2 separate regions of the Gossypium hirsutum genome follow, and region 2 is linked to region 1. Evidence: chromatin contacts called from public Hi-C data. All regions are on one chromosome and are shown on one strand. The core of a region is the stretch at or near the end of the contact, and the rest is flanking DNA. Distances in the headings are between cores, read along the strand shown.

Region 1 (3,320 bases), core at 345-2,844:
ATAAAAATAATTATTTGTGTATGCTGTATGTAAAAGTAAAATGTTTCTATATAGATGATTATATCATTAATTTGTGAAAACTGAATAAAAAAATTTTCATGTATAAAACTATGTAAAATAAAAATTTATGTAATATTATATATTTAATCAAAATTCATATATAATTTTGAGATTTATCTTTTAATTCTATTAAAATCAAATAAAAATACTAAATAATATTGTGTATTGACATAACAGTTGTTAAATTATTTTTTTTCACATAACACAAATTTAAGATATTACATGCCAATAACAAGACCGTTCCTATAAGTTTTTTTAGTATTTCTTTTATGCACTTTAATTTTTGAAGTTATTTTATGCATTCTTTATTTCCAAATTTAAGATATTAAATTTTTTTTAATTCTTAGCATTATATGGTTTATAATTTTATTTAAATTGATAAATATTCATATATTGTTTCAAATTAAATGCTAAAATTATGGTCATGGAATAGTCATTGTTTCCATATCATATTGATTTTATATATTTAAGTTAAATAATAATTAAAAATAAATGTAATTTTTTTTAATTTTTAAAAAATAAAAGAAAAACCATTAAAGTTTTTATATATAAATGACATGATTGATTGTATATGGTAATTTATTTCCTAAAATAGTACCCCTCAAGCTATCCTCTCATCCTTTATTTTTTTTCAAGACTTAATTAAAAAATTACCTTCTAAATTATATATGTGTTCACTTAAACCTTTTTTTTTGGTTAAATGTAGCATTTAAACTTAATTACTGTTACTCGATTAACCCTACGTAAACATTATTTGACTTTACCCATTTTTTTAGAATTGAAAGGAAAAAAAAGAAAAAGAAAATCTGAATATTAATATTAAAAAAAAAATTCTCTCCCCGTCCCTCTCTCAGCTCCCTACCACCAGTGGTCTCCCCTCCCCCCTCCTTTTCGTATCAAATTCTTCCCTTGGGCAAAACTTTATATCATGGAATTATTAGTAAACATGGGAAGGAATAGCAAAGGATCCAATCCAATATGGGAATGATGTTTTTCATGGTTTCATCGAGTTCAGGGGGGCTTGCTCTAACTCCCCTGGATATCTCAAGCTAGATTGTGACGCAGCCTTCAACTCTTAGGCTTTTAAAGCGAGCATCGCATAATAATTTATGATTTGATCACAGTGGCAAGTGATCTCCTCCTCGACAATCAAATTAGACAACAAAATTTAAAATGACACTTGGGATTGGATTGGTAAAAATACTTTGTATTCCCACTGATTCGCAATAAATGCAAGTGAATATTAAAAATATAGGTGAAATGTCGTTGAATTTTGAAGCACATTGGTTTGATTACAAATATAAGGCCGCAAAACTGCAGACGCTAGTTTTTCACCAAAGAAAAAAACAAAACAAGTGGGTCCATCCTCCACTCCAGCTTTCGTGTCATTTCCTTTCTCTCTCTTTCCTTTACTTTTCCTTCAGGCATCCATATCCTAAACCCCCTCCTTTTGTCCCTTCTCTTCATCAATTTCCCCTTAGTTTCTGCTTTTTTCTTTAAAACAATAAAGATCCCTTAGTTCCTTCTTTTCTTTCTTCGGCTTTTCCTCCAACAGGTTTGTTACAATATCATAAATCCAACACACTACCTTTTTTTTTCTTTTTTTCTCACTTGCTCTTTTAATCGGCGTTGATTACTTAAGTCTTTTGTTAGATTCATTTTCTCTTTTCTTTAACGATCTCTTCTATTTTTGCAACTAGTTGTATCATGAATTATGATCTGCTAGAATTAATTTCATTTTGAATCTCTTTTTGTTGTTCAAATTCTATTATTGCAAAGATGGGGAAAAAAAGAGGCACTTCTTTTGTTTTTTTAAGTAGTTTTAAATTAGTCTAGTTAAAATAACTTCGGATCAGGTAAATGAGTGGTCTTATTAAAAGAAAATGGATTCTGATCGTCAACAGCTCAAAAGTATGGAAATCGAGTTTGATAATAAAGGCTAGATTTTTCAGTTAGGGTTTGTTAAGAACAAATGTTTTTGTTTTAATGCTTTGGTTTTGAATCTTTAGATTCTGAATGGATATTGCTTTGCTGCGGTAACTGGAATTTGATGTTAAGGCTATGGAAATGAATGGGTTCACTTTAAATTTTAATATATATGTAGGAGTTATGATTCGGCTGTTTAAAGTAAAGGAAAAGCAGAGAGAACTTGCTGAAAATGCAAATGGGGGAGCTCCTACTAAAAAGCAAAGTCCAGGAGAGTTGCGTTTGCACAAAGGTTTGCTTCACATTTATAATGGATTGAGTTGTTTAAATTTCCTTTAGTTCTGTGATAGAGATCCATTATTTTTTATGATTTGGTGCTTTTGGTGTGTTACTGCTAATTTTCTTTAGCTTTACTGATCTATTCAACTATATGTTGTTCTAGCACTGAATCTATTGGCTCAAGCGCATCTGGTGTTTGATCCTAGTGTGATTCTCATGTTTTATTTTGTCTTTCTACGTGTAGATATTTCTGAGCTTAACCTACCCAAATCTTGTGCTATAACATTTCCAAATGGAAAGGATAACCTGATGAATTTTGAGGTTTCAATTCGCCCCGATGAAGGATATTATTTGTAAGGAATTTCTTTCATGCCTCTTATTTTAACACAAGTTTTCTTTTGCTCTCTAGCACAAATTTTTTGGTTAAAGTTTTTGTTTATTGGAGAAGACATGACATGCTTATAAGAGTTTTTTTACGTTCATCTTCTTATATTAATAATGCTATAACAAGTATAAAACTGATTGGCTGCTGCTGTTTCAGCGGTGGCACATTTTTATTCTCCTTTCAAGTTTCTCCCGTCTATCCACATGAGGCACCCAAAGTTAAGTGCAAGACCAAGGTAGACTGGCTTACCTTATTTATATGTTTGTTTTCTAAATTCATGCTGTGGTCTCGCATGCTTTTGGTTATAACCCGGCTTGTATCATGTTGCACTCGAATATCCAGGTCTACCATCCAAATATTGATTTGGAAGGAAATGTTTGCCTTAACATCTTACGTGAAGATTGGAAACCGGTGCTCAATATAAACACTATAATCTATGGTTTATATCATCTTTTCACGGTAATGCCTAATATATTTATAGCCATAATTCAGTGGATTTGCTGCCATCTGATATCTGAATCTTTGAATTTTGTGTGCAGGAACCGAATTATGAGGATCCCCTCAATCATGAAGCTGCTGCAGTGTTGAGGGATAATCCAAAGATGTTTGAATCCAATGTGAGGAGGGCTATGTCTGGCGGGTATGTTGGGCAAACCTTTTTCCCACGGTG
Region 2 (3,186 bases), core at 175-2,674, 660 kb before region 1:
CTGTTGAGCTAAACTGTCACGGGTAATGTGACTCTTTGATTCACCTAACTGTCCCAAACCCCCAACAACACCTTGCCTGTTGCTATACCACTCGTTGGTATTACCTTGGACTGGCCGGTGTGCTCGATAATTCGGCTGTACATGCTGGTCTAGTAACTCGGCCGAGGCAGTGGCGGCAGCAGCGGCAGCAGCCGCACCCGAAGGGAAATTGAACATTTCGGATAACATACCTGCGGTTTCATAAACAGGGAGAGAAGTTGATTCTTCCTCTTCTATCCCTACTAATGGTGGAGGTGGCGGCTCAAAGCCTTCAACTCTTAGTTTATCTCTCCGGATCTGCTGTTCTAAGTGCTGTTGCTGCTGCTTTTGGTGTTCTTGGTGGCTTACGGCTGATCTCTCGAATCCATTCGAGAAGCTGAAGATGCCAGCTGCTTGATGGTAATCTTGGGACATAGAATTAGTAGAATTGTTGCTCTTGTGTTGAATTGGGATTTGATGGTGAATTTTTTTAGAGGGTTGAGATTCTTGAGAAAGAATTGATGCGACGAGTGGTGGCGTTGCTATTCCCATATCAGCATCTTCTTCTTCATCATCATATCCTTTTTCTTTATTTACCTCTCTCCCTCTATCAAATTCCTTCACCTTCTTGCTGTTTCAATTATGAATCGGTAACCCACATAGAGAAACAAATAACACCCATCATAAAAAAACAAATCACTCTTATCAGGGGAAAAAAAAAGAACAAAGAAAAAGGAAAGATAGGAACAGAGAGGATCAAATTCTCTCAGTTAAGTGAAGGAAAAAAAGAAAAAAAACTGGTGTAAGGGATGAAACAAGTCTATGTTGATTATGTTTTGGATGTTTTTGTAACCCTTTTGATCATTTTCAGCTATATATGAGAGAGAGAGAGAGAGAGAGAGTGTGTGTGTGTATATATAGGCAGACCTTGTTAGAGTTGCAGCAGCATATGAAAGGATATAAAGCTCTTATAGCTAGACATATCCCTTCCGTGTGTTATTATTGAAAGATTCTTCAATTCCCTCCCTCCTTTCTTTTCATTTCCTTTCATTTGCTTTCTCACTGTGTATGTGTGTAGTCCTCCGTCTGTCGTCTCTTTCTTTCTCTTTCTCTCCTTTTCCTTCCTTGCAGTAGTGACTAGATATTATTTTTCACCTCTTGAATATTCCCCTGGTGAAACTATATGAATATAAGGGGAGAAAAGAAAAGAAGTAAGAAAGGAATGAAAATGGAGGCTGATCTGAGAAAAACAGATAATTCACTTTCACAACAAAACATATAGAAATAACCTTAGCCTCCTCAAAGACACAGAGGTGAGAGAAAATAAGAAACAAAAGGGTGGTCGCTATTCTTTTCTCCTTCACCACTTTTCACGCTGCCAATATTTTTATACTAATTATTATTATTATTTCCTTTTTTTTTCTTTAAATTCACAATTAGGTTTAATGAATCATAATCAAGGACTTGAGTTTTAGTTTATTAGATATATTTTCAATTTACAAAAATAACCTTAACTACAAATTTTAGATTGCGGGTATAAATTTATTATTCAACCCGGAGAAAAATAAAATGTAAAAAACCGAATAATTTGGGTAGATGTAGAAATTAAAAATGAATAAGGTTGAAAAAAAAGTCTGACTATTACTATAATTTTAATTGACACGCAAGCTATGGAATAAAAGAAAGATAAGGTTAGTACAAAGTCATCTCAATCATCTAAACTACCACCATCCTGTATATGGTAAAATGACTAAACTGCCCCAGTTGATTATTTTATATTCATCAACAGCAATAGTTGGTAAGGGTAAAAATATCATTTCGGGAAGCCATATTTTTTTTATTATCCAACTTTCTTTTGTATGAAAATAATAATAATAATAATAATAATAATAATATCTGATATTATAAATAAAACAATATAATCAAATGTTTAGCGGTTAATTGAAACAAATTTATAGGTGGAAGGCGTATTGTTTAGTGAATGAAATTATTTTTATGGCATTAAAGATGTTTAATAAAAATAAGATAGAAGGGCACGTGCCGAAGGCTGGCGATGAAGACAAGTTAGGTTTTATATAGGGGTTGTAAGGTCTGAAAACCACACTTAACTGCTTTCTGGTTTGGCAATGTCAAGATGGACATGTTTCATTAATCTTTTTCTTATGTCTTTTATTTTTCTACTTATGTTTACATTTTTATTTAAAAATCATCAGCTCCATTAAATTTGTAATATGCCTTCGCTTTCCTTTTTCTCGTATTTAAGATTAACTGTTAATACAAAAATCTTTATATTTTTAATCAAATATATGTTTGGATAGAGATTAATATTAGAAAGGAAATACAACTGTTATTGATTAATTACCAAATTCAGTTTTATTCTTATATTTTATTTTAAAACTATATATTATATTCTTAGCGTTGAATATATATATATTTATTTATTTATTTTTTATAAATATTTTACTATATTCTTAAACAATACTTGTCAACCCTTAATCTTATTTGTGATGTATATATCAAATTATTTTAACACTTAAATTATATATAATAGGTACCCTAATTTAATGAACAATGTTCCCTCAAACTTTGTCTAGATATATAAGTACCAAGGGATTTTCCATCATCTGAAAATGCTATTTAACTAATTAGTGTTTCAGCTAAGATTTGACAATATACAAAGTAACTTAATTTATTAGTTTTCTTGGTCTACACGTGTGGGCTTTTTATATTTGCAATGATTACCCAAAGAGTGAAAAAAAGAGAAACAGAAGAGCTGGAGACAATAATTGTTTAACAATAATTAACCTTTTATAGTTTCTAAAAATGTATACCTTTATTTTTAATTATTGTTATTTATCAATGATAATGATAAATTTTAAATTATATAAGAAAATATAATGTTAATTTTTTTAAAAAATTAAAATTAAAATAAAACAATCTGCATCAATTATAATAGTATTTCATGATAAATAGGAAATAAATTTAAACTAAATTAATAAACATATTTAATAAAAGTGATTGAAAAATAATTGGTGACACTTGATTTTCTTTTCAAAGCAAACTCACATATAATTCTAACACATTAATGCTAAAATATTCATTTTTTAGCAATATTTTTTTTAGATATTACTTGATTGAATACACCTAATTACTGAATGTTATTTTAAT

Evidence for each region. Hi-C and Micro-C count contacts between places; a contact is called where the count stands out from the background.
Region 2: a contact with region 1 is called in a Hi-C map of leaf, with 2.4 times the contacts expected there. The contact joins the promoter of LOC107958514 here to the promoter of LOC107896533 in region 1. A contact is called at or near these places in 4 of 34 Hi-C or Micro-C datasets (all in leaf).

The regions. Positions count from the first base shown.
Region 1 is chrA11:28,145,887-28,149,206 of Gossypium_hirsutum_v2.1, reverse strand. It overlaps LOC107896533 (NEDD8-conjugating enzyme Ubc12), which reads left to right and starts at 1,594. Exons shown (of 6, transcript XM_016821727.2): 1 at 1,594-1,615; 2 at 2,165-2,278; 3 at 2,510-2,618; 4 at 2,807-2,885; 5 at 2,993-3,109; 6 at 3,190-3,320. The coding sequence starts at 2,170.
Region 2 is chrA11:28,805,018-28,808,203 of Gossypium_hirsutum_v2.1, reverse strand. It overlaps LOC107958514 (BEL1-like homeodomain protein 4), which reads right to left and starts at 1,424. Exons shown (of 6, transcript XM_041081778.1): 1 at 1,308-1,424; 2 at 946-1,197; 3 at 1-649. The coding sequence starts at 570.